Linked DNA regions of Gossypium hirsutum: all the other regions are linked to region 2. A link is a contact called in public Hi-C data. All regions are on one chromosome and are shown on one strand. Each heading gives the region's core, a stretch centred on a gene start, on an enhancer-like site or on the middle of the called end of the contact. The rest is flanking DNA. Distances are from core to core; before and after follow the strand shown. Region 1 holds the start of LOC107952708 (transcription factor LAF1). Region 2 holds the start of LOC121204460. Region 3 holds the start of LOC121202989 (remorin).

Region 1 (3,533 bases), core at 228-2,727, 760 kb after region 2:
AAAATATATTTAAATAAAAATAAAAACTATTATATTATAATTTAATATTATTATTATTAAATTTTAATATAAAAAAGATATTATTAAATTTTTCATCGGAACTTAGAGTATAATCAGATATTTTCGAAAGATTTTTTTTATTAAACCTAGGGTGTTTGGTATGAATTCATTAGAGGTGATCATGGGCCGGGTCGGGTTCGGGATGGGTCCAAGCAAAAAATTATGCCAGTTTGTTAGGTCTGGGTTCGGTCTAACCCAAAAAATAGGCCTAAAATTTGTCCAAGTCCAACCCGAATAAAAATGCTAAAATCCAGGCCCGACTCGACCTGCCCATATTAATTTTTTTATATTATATTAGTTTTTACATAATTTTTAAATATATATATATAATACATCAAAATACTAAAAATATTAAAATATTAAAAAATTGAAAATAAATTTTAAAAAATATGTATACTTAAATAATACTAAGATAGACGCAACTTAACAAGAAAATGTCTCTAAAATAATAATAAAATTAACAATAAAACAAGTGTTATACAATATCTAAATAATAACAACAAAATGTAGCAACATAATAGTGAAATGATAGCAAAATAAGGAGAAAACAATAAGAAAATATCATTAAAATAAAAAAAATAGCTTTTTTTTTCATTTAGTGAATTCGGGCCGGGCTGGGCTCGGGCCAAAAATGTCTTACCCGTGACCTGACCCGTTTTTAAAACAAGTCTTATTTTTTTGTCCATGCCCATTTTTCGGGCCTATATTTTTGCCCAAACCCTCCCACTTTTCGGGCGGGCCTTCGGATCAGGTGTCCTGGCCCATGGGCAGGTCTAGAATTCATAAGGAAAACAATATTTTGTTTTGAATTATGTTACACTATAGTAATAATCACCCAATTATGGAAGGTTACAAAATGATGATTTAATTATTAGTAAATTTTTTATTGGTTACTCAAATATGAAAAGTTATAAAATGGACACTTAACTATTTAATTTTATCTTTTTTGTCACCCAACTATATTAAAACTTTTAGGTGTTTTCATTTTTACATTAGTAATTTTAAATTGAATAATTAAATGATAATTTTGTAACTGAAAATCTATAATTTGGTGTTGCCCTTTAAATTATTATTATAAATATATCCCACAGGACAACCAGATTTTTTTGGAAATAATTCCATTTATGAATTATGATAATTTTTCTTTTACTTATTTTATACAAATAAAAAATAATTCCAGTTTGACATAGTAATATATAAAGATTAAATTAATCATTTTAATTAAGGACAAAATGAATTATTCAAATTTGGTTTTACATTTATCAGTAGAGATTATTGAAGTAATAGAAAAACACATATGCATTTGTAGCTAGTTTTACCAGCTCAGACTTAAAGTGGTCCAAACAATACATACATAGCTTCTATTTATTTATTTTCCTTAATTAAAGACCTTGTAGTTGTAGGTTAGGTATGAGAAAGTCAAATAAGATGGTATTTATTGCTTTTGCAGCTTCCCATACCGACTGCCCTTAACCTTCTTCCCTGCCTTTCTCTCTTCTTTGTAATAATTCAAGAAATGGGTTGCAAGCCATCTGATAAGCCAAAAGCTAAGCATAGGAAGGGGTTATGGTCACCTGAAGAAGACCTAAAGCTCAAAAACTATGTCCTCAAACATGGCCATCTTTGCTGGAGCTCTGTTCCCATCAATGCAGGTCTGTTTTCTTGTATTCGTATTAACTTCCCTGCAATATTTGTGTAGCTCATGCTTATCACCACCACTATTAATTTGACTTGTTAGAAGCATTCCTTAGCAAATGAATCTGAACCTAAGATGGTACACTTATTTATTTTATGTGTCATGGTCATGGGATTAATCTTTTTCTACTTTGGTTTGGCAGTCAGTGTCAGTCCAAAATATTCAAGAAATTTCTTTAGTTAAAGACAGCGACTGTTTCTTTCATCGTACACTGTCCCTGTAAAGTGGAAGTGAGAGAGAGTGATGATGAGTGAAATGACGAAAATAGGGTATGAATTAATATGATAGATGCATGGATATCCAGGATTGCAGAGGAATGGGAAGAGCTGCAGACTAAGGTGGATTAATTACTTGAGGCCTGGATTAAAACGAGGGATGTTTACTCCCCAAGAGGACGACGTTATCCTCTCCCTTCATCATTTGTTAGGCAACAAGTACGTACACTTGTCATTAATTGTGAAGAATTATTATATATATATATCCTCAGTTTTACAAGGAACTAATGAAGATGTCTGATCTTTTTATTGAATAGATGGTCCCAAATTGCACAAAGTTTGCCTGGAAGAACAGATAATGAGATTAAGAACTACTGGCATTCTTATCTGAAGAAAAGGATCGTAAAAGTTGAAAATTTGGAAGCTCAACACACATCTTCAACCTCAGAATCTAGTGTGCTGCCTCAAAACCTTACGGACCAATCGGCAAGCTTTGTTACTGATCAAACTGTTCCAATGCATTTTGACTTGCCCCAACGAAGCCCACTGCCGAAGCTTTTATTCGCAGAGTGGCTATCGCTTGATAAAGAAGGTGGAAGTAAGCCAGCAGCTTACTCTGATGGATATAATCAAGCTTCAGCTTCCAGCTTCGAGGATCCTTTCATGAATGGTTTTGTATTCAATGAGGGAGGATTTGGCACTGGTCTTCAGGATCTGCTAAACGATGCATCAGTAAACCAATTGTTCAAGTTTGAATTCCAGATTTCAGGGAACGACTTTATTGGTTCTGGGTGGGAATAATAAAGACAGATGTACTCATCCTTTCTTTCTTTTTTTTGTTCAAAACATATTAGTGATTTCAGTATGAATAATGAGGGAGTGTACATATAAGGCCAAATCTCCATGGGTGCTACCTTGTTTTTTTTATTATCGAAAGTACGGATTCAAGATTCTCAATTTCTTTGTTTAACAGGAAAACTTTAATATTTCTGAAATTTTCATTTAGCTTTTTGTCCTATAAGAAGTGTTTTAATGTGAAAAAAAGGAACTTCATGGTTTCATTGGCCGCAGCACAGTGGGAGTAGTTATGTGGAAGGGGTCAAACTTTGGCTTTAACTCTTTTTTTGTTTCAAGGAGTACAATTATTACCTTCCTATACTAAAATACATTCTGATAGGATCCACACTTAAACTCAACAATAGTGTAGAGAAAAACTCATGCATACCAATGAAAATCCGAGAGGCTCAGCCATCCTAACATTAATCCATATCTGTTCAGGCCAAGTTGTCTACTTTTAAGGAATAACTGATCATCAAATATACAGGAAGGTCATAGAAAAAGATGTTGCAGGAGTTTGAGTTTTAAAATGGGTAGGATCGATCGTAGAGGAAGTAGACAGGCTTGGTTAGCCCAAATATTTCAGTAGGATATGGGCCCATGTTGCTAACACTTTGTTCGTATGTATTTATTACTTGCTTAGTAAGCTGTCAGTTCGTTCATGAATTTCCGTATGCAAAATTTCGATGAAAGTATTAGGGAACTCCTTGTATTTAGGGGAGGAT
Region 2 (3,651 bases), core at 727-3,226:
CAAATACCGTGGTGCTAAGGGAAGGATTCCGCTGCCCAAAAATCGGGTACAGCCACCTGTCGAAAGCACTAGTACAACGAGATCCAGGCTCCAACGAGCTCCATCCTGTAGAGATCCATGATCAATAGGGGGAGCCAGAATCTTTCGATTATGGGTCAATTTTTGAAAAATTAAAACCTCTAAAAAGTTTATATAAATTAATTAAATATAAGAGTATTACAAAACTATGTAAATGGTAATTAAATATAAAAATTTTTATAAAGCCAAATATTATTGGTATTAGAGTAATAGCGATTTATACAAGCTGAAAAATAAAATAAAATAATGCATATCATTTTTATAAGTTGAATTAAAAGAAAATCTTTTTTTGCAATTATCCAGATAAAATATAATTTCCTTCACAACATAAAAATTATAAATGTTTTTTGGTGTTATAAAAATACAATATGTAAAACACAGAATGCACGAAATTAGACCAACAACAATAATTTTTCAAACAAAAATGTTTATTTTTAATCAATATTCAAGAAATAAATGATTATACAACCAATCAATCTTAATTTCTTCAAGGATTTATATTAATGTTCTCTAAAAATATAAATCAATCAAGATATTAATAATCTCATACAAAATCAACATCCCAAAACCATTCCATCAATAAAAACTTAATCTTGTCTAAAAATCCTAATTTATCAAGTAAAGCCACAACTTTAATTTTTAGAGATTAATTAATAAAATTTGAAATTGAAAAGAATAATTGTTAATTAAGTCAACATACTTAAATGTATAGAAAGGTTGATAATCTATTTAGTAAAATTATGGAGAGAATGAGAGAACAAGAAAATTTTCAGAAAAAAATGATGAATGTTGAATGAAAAAAAGTTGTTTTCCAAATAATTTACTACTTATTTTTTTTTATAAAGTATTTTTTCTTAAAATTTTTGTCTGGTCAATTGACCCCACAACCGATCCCGCAATTTAACAAGTGGTTTTGACACTGATGATTAAAAATGATGCTAAAAGACAGAGAGCGGGGCAACCGGAGAGAAAACGAGGGCCAAGCCAAGAGCTGTGAGCAAGAGGAGAACCTCCACAATACGGCTGGGAGAAAAACATCTCAAATCACCAGCAGAATGACAACGATGGAGAGGGGAAAAGGCCAGGCTTTTATTCTGCCGGAGGAAAGGAAAAAGAAACAAACGACAAAAGGTGACAAGGCAGTCACTTTCTTTTAAGAGGTTTTTTTCTTCAGTAGTTAATTGTATGGAATTGAGTGTAGCTGCAGCAGACCAACTTATATACCTAAATATCGTTTCTTTCAAAAGAAAAAAATTATGCAATTGTCATCCCATCTAACCTCACGATAAGCTTATAGCTTCTCAATAATTTTGCCTACATCGCTCCCAAGGGTGTACATTGAACTATCATATATGCTTAAAGACCTCTTTCCTATTTAATGTGGGGTTAATAATAGTTACTTGCGCGTTTGACACGATATTCTCATGCACTATCTACCCTATCGTTAGTGTGCTTGAAGTACTGTGATACCACTTCCCATTATACGCAGCTCTTGGGACGCTGTGGAGCTAAACTCTAAGGTAGGTAGGTGGGTACTAGGCTTGGAAAGGATTTAGGATGCATGGTTGAATCTTTGTTAGGCTAGGCTTGCCATTTAAGCCTTACCGGTATACATGATGACAGTTTCTAGACTAGCTATATATTGTTGAAGTTTTGAGACCCTCATTGGTATATTGCTGCCTTTATTCAACAGTGCACAAGTTGAGAAACGATGTGTGCTCGGGATAAGCTTGCAGCTGCTACGATTTGAGACAATTTTGTTAGCCTAACATGAAAATCTTCTTTTACAAAGTTGAGGATGAATCTTAGTTCATACTCAAATCCGCTTGCGAAAGATGACAGTACAGCATCAAAATCTCCCACTTTAATTTGCAATGATGCATAAGTATGAGGGTAGACAGCAATGTCACAAATCCTTCGCCATCATGCTTATTTGTTAAGACCACAAGTTTAGATGCGCAAGATTTCAAACAAACATGCCAAATTAGACATTTTTGTACAAGCGAACTCAAATATGGTAAAAAGAAAATCCCTAAATTTTTTTCGGTGCATCAAAATAAACATCAAACAACCATAAAAGAATGTCAAAAGAGCGAGCTTTTGCGTCTTTGACTGGTCAGATGACTTCACAATCACAATCCATTACCTGGATGCCCAGGACTTGCAGAAGACTTTTGGGGCAAACTTGCAGGACCTTCCACAATTCCTATGTCTTTGACACCAGAGCTTAATGATGATGATGAATCACCCTCCACTTCATCATCTTCATCCTCAATGAAAGAACCCTTACGTCGCAGTTCCTTTATTTTCAAAAACTCATCATAGTGTGCTTTCCTTTGCTCCTTAAAACTCTTACCATTCTGATCTGTTTGGAAATTTGAACCAAAAAAATGTGGAACAGACTAAAAACATCAACCACGGATTAAGCATAAGAAATACATTGTACACAATTGATGAACTAAAAGAGATAAAATAGATTGGGATGGGGAAGGAGCAGGGCAAGGGCAAGGGGGAATGAGTGGTCTTGAACCTTCATCACTGTTTGCAATTGGATAATGTGTGATTTTTTCATCATGTCATTTATTTCTGTTTTGTTTCTCAATAACTTAAAAAGCATCAGAGAAAACTAAGAGATTCATAAAGATCATATGAACCTAGATAAAAGGGTACAAAAAAAACGGTGCAAAATTCCAAGCTAAGTTAAAGAAGAAGTTTAGAAGCTATAGTGCTTTTAATGATAATATTCAACATCATGACTTTTTCTACCAGACAGCAGCAGGTAAATCCTGACCACTTCAACGCTCATCCTCACATCCTTCCAAAAGAAAATGTCCGATGATAAATTCCACTAGGAGAAACAAGAAAGGCTCTAACCATCAAAAGCCTGTTTTCTAGAGCAAACCTTATACCATTCACACAAACAAGGATTATTGCTCCCTTGTAATCTCATGAAAGATAAAGCAGTCATTAGATATGCTAACCAACTTAAAAGGAAAGTAAAACATTTTCCAATATGCCATCAGAAACGACAACTAAAAAGCAATGGTCAACAAACCTTCTTCATCATGATCCATAGGATCAGCCTCATCATCAGAAGAAGTCCAACCACCAGACTGCCCAGTTGTTTTTCTACTTGAGGAAGCCACATCTTTCAAAGCAGAGCATAATTCCTCAGCATCCACATCAATGACACAATCGTTGAAACTACGTCCTCTGGGAGACAAAGACCCTAACCAAGATACGAACTATAAGGTGAGAAATGTAATCCAATGTTCAGATTAATGCTCTAACCAAGGTACAAATAAAGTGAAAATAAAATTACACAAGCACCATTTCCTAAATTTCTCACACAAAAATATAGGCTAATACAAGAGGTAAATCACTATGCAAGTGAAAATACCATCATCATCAATCATGGGGTGGTACGGCGTCTTGGGTTCAGTTATTTTCTGCCTTACGGGTTTATTTGCTTCAATTTCCCCCAGATTTTCCTCATTCCATCTTACACGCCTACTGTTTCCCCAAGAAAGAATTATTATTAGATCCAAAACACAACTAAGAATATTATAACTA
Region 3 (3,242 bases), core at 263-2,762, 800 kb after region 2:
TAATATTACTTGTTAAGCTATGTCTTCAAGACCAATATAAAACTTATATAACGTTCTAAGATTGACCACTTCAAACTATTACCTTCATGCTTCAACATTATTACATCAAAAATTTGCTTCTAACAAATTCAATAACCAATTTTTTACTTAATGCTATTATATACACAATTACACACAGAAATACATACACACAGAACAATGGTTAATGCTTTCACCATATTAAAACTCAAACAAACATATTTTTAAATGAACTCTAAGAGAATAAAATGACCCCATTTTCTAATGATTTCATCCTCAACAACAACCAAGGGTCTTGTTCGGAGTGGTTCCGGTGGCACGGTACTTTGCCGCCAACTCCTCCGCTTTGAGAACATCCTCCCCTCGCTTAGCTTCAACGATTGCCTTCTTCTCTTCTGCTTCCTTGTGGATTAAGGCTGCCTTGTTTTTCATTTTTTCCACATACTCGGCCTTCTGCTTGTCTAACTTTTCCTGCTCATATATATAATTCAACACTCAACACTCAATAACAATAATAATAATAATCATCTTCATCCAAGGATGCTTGATTAAATTAATACCTCAATCCTTTTTAGCTCAGCCTCTATAGCTGCTTTCTTGGTATTCTCCCAAGCCGCAATAGAAGAAAGCTTCTTCTGTGCTCTGCTCAACCATATCAATAAGCTTTGAGTAAGAAAGCAGCCAGAAAACATAATTTAATTGCATGGTTATGGTATGCAATCATTTTTATATCAGTTTTCCTATAATTTTCACAATAAGGCAAGGGGAAGAAAGTTGATACTTGTTCTCAGCTTTGCTTTTTTCACTTTCTTCCCAAGCGTTGATTAGTGAAATTCGCTTCTCAGTCGCAACTCTAGCAAGCACAGCATCTGGAGAAAGACAGCCGGGGGAAATTTTCAATTTAATCATATTCTAAATACTAAGATTTTGTGAAACGCAAGATGGAGAAACGAAATTACCTCGATCAACAGACACCTCCGTGCTTTTCTTCTCCGTCGACTCTGCCGCCTCTGCATATCATCAAATTTTTATTATTAGAAAAAATGAAACACGCAGAAGCAGAAGCAGAGCTGAAACGGAAAAAGAAGGGATATATAGATATATACTTTCGATGGGTTCGGGAGGCTTTTCCGTAGAGTCGGCGGGCTTTTCTTCAGTAGGAGGAGGTGGAGTCACGGATTTTTCCACGGCGGCTTCGGTGGGTGGCGGCGGAGGGTCGGAGGGGATTTCGGATTCAAGCTTCTTGGGTTCTTCGACATCTGCCATGTGGGCGTGCACAAAAAAGAGAATTTAAAACTGAAAGTGAAGAAAAAGAGGTGGTTGAGATATTATAGTTAGGTTGGGGTTGGGGGGCAGAGAACAGACTTTAACTGTAGCTTCTTCCATTGACTGACTGAGCTGTATTGTAGGTACTACTGGGTAACTTATGAGTTGGCAGAAAGCGACTCTAAACTTGCTGCTTTTACCTTCCTTATTTTTCAGGATGTGAAATCTAATAAATTCATGTTAAAATATTAATATTTAAATTTTTTAGGCTTTTTTATAAAAATAACCTAAAAAATAATTAATTACTTAAATAATTTATTTTTTTATAAAATACGAAAATAACTCAAATTTTATAGTAAAAATTGGTGGAACTAAAGTGTTTTGGGCCACCAACCGCGTCAACAATCTGTATTAAAAAATTAATTTTTTTGTGAAACTATATAGAATAGCACTACTTATATAAATACTAAGGAAATACTTTGATTTTCGAAAATATGATGATTTAAGAAAATTTACTTTTTTCTGATAGAGCCAAATAAATTGGCGCCACCAAATTCCAAGATAATAGCCTATCTACCTATTTGCCTATTTGCTTATTAAAACAGATTAATTTTTTATTTTTTTCATCCACGTTACTTTTTCTAATTCTTTATCCTTTTTCCTTTTTTTTAAGGTTTTTTATTTGTCATTTATTTATTTGTTTATTATTGGTTTTATAAAATGTGAGTATTTTTTTAATTTTAAATATATTTTTTAAAATTTAAATATTATTTTTTCAATTTTAAATATAATTTTTTAATATTATAAAACATTTAAAATAATTATTTTTAAAGATATGACTTTTCAAATTTATTATTTGTTGAATAATATTTTAAATATTTTTTAATTTTAAATATAATTTTCTAAAATTATTTTTAAAGATATTCAAATTCTTTTTTAAATTATATTTAAATTTTTAAAATTTAATATTTAATTTGGTGGAGCCATTCTAAATGGATCTCACTTTATTACAAGTGTAATTTTTTTATTTTTTTAATATAAATATTTAATATTTTATTTTAGTGGAGCCATTTTGTATAGCCCCGTTCTCTAGCATATATTGAATGGTGAAATTGTTGTGTTTAGTAGAAGAATTCAAAAATTCTGTTGAATATGAATAATGAGGTGTTTTTGGTGTACGTTCTTTTTTATGGTAAAATTGTAGAATGTGATGTTGGTTGTGTATTTCAATGTCGACAAAGATAGGGTTGCAATTCAAAAAAAAAATGTGAAGCTGGTAGAAATGAAAAAGAATATCAGTGCGAAAATAGCTATCTATTGTGGAAGGGCAATGTTCAGATTATTTTACAAGTTTCCAATCTCTATAGATCCGTTCAAATTTATGAGATGCAACTATTAGATAATGATGACTTAGGCACTATGATGGAAATATGGTGGTCGACTGGGAGTGAGAACCCTAACCAATTGAGTTATTTGCTGAGTTAGTAGACTTAGAGCCTGTTGAGAATGTTAGTCAAATAAGTCAACATCACAAATTTGACTTTGATCTTAATGTCGGATGGATAGACCAGTTAGAATGTAGAGGGACATCGCAGATACCCGAAAATCTAAATTATGGTGGGAGTTCGTATAACAACCCTAATACCAGTCCCCGTCTACAAATACATCCGGAGGTGATAATAAGCACAGAGGCAGATGTCGGAGAAATGACCAATAATGGTGAAGGTTTTGATCAGGACGTTGAAGATTTTAGTGACCCCGATGTTGATGAGGTTCTGGACAATATTGATGATGAATGCCCGGAGGAGGTTGAAGATGTTCACGACCCTTCATTCAGTAACTCGAGTTGTGGCATTGTTTTACGAAATAAACTTGGGAGCAACATGTTGAACGTAGATCCAGATACAACGCATGTATCCGAGTTCCCTGAGTACGCCGATATAGTACCTGCTCATAAA

The links. Hi-C and Micro-C count contacts between places; a contact is called where the count stands out from the background.
Region 1: a contact with region 2 is called in a Hi-C map of leaf, with 2.1 times the contacts expected there. The contact joins the promoter of LOC107952708 here to the promoter of LOC121204460 in region 2. A contact is called at or near these places in 4 of 34 Hi-C or Micro-C datasets (leaf and petal).
Region 3: a contact with region 2 is called in a Hi-C map of leaf, with 2.9 times the contacts expected there. The contact joins the promoter of LOC121202989 here to the promoter of LOC121204460 in region 2. A contact is called at or near these places in 2 of 34 Hi-C or Micro-C datasets (both in leaf).

What each region holds. Positions count from the first base shown.
Region 1 is chrA08:63,767,362-63,770,894 of Gossypium_hirsutum_v2.1, reverse strand. It overlaps LOC107952708 (transcription factor LAF1), which reads left to right and starts at 1,477. Exons shown (of 3, transcript XM_016887871.2): 1 at 1,477-1,712; 2 at 2,061-2,190; 3 at 2,289-2,957. The coding sequence starts at 1,577. The coding sequence ends at 2,772.
Region 2 is chrA08:64,525,429-64,529,079 of Gossypium_hirsutum_v2.1, reverse strand. LOC121204460 reads right to left here and starts at 1,976. Exons shown (of 3, transcript XM_041074266.1): 1 at 1,089-1,976; 2 at 1-105. The coding sequence starts at 1,116. It overlaps LOC107919833 (protein phosphatase inhibitor 2), which reads right to left. Exons shown (of 5, transcript XM_016849324.2): 3 at 3,479-3,591; 4 at 3,134-3,307; 5 at 1,985-2,443. The coding sequence ends at 2,211.
Region 3 is chrA08:63,723,936-63,727,177 of Gossypium_hirsutum_v2.1, reverse strand. LOC121202989 (remorin) reads right to left here and starts at 1,512. Exons shown (of 5, transcript XM_016847004.2): 1 at 1,125-1,512; 2 at 978-1,028; 3 at 800-887; 4 at 579-660; 5 at 62-489. The coding sequence starts at 1,284. The coding sequence ends at 295.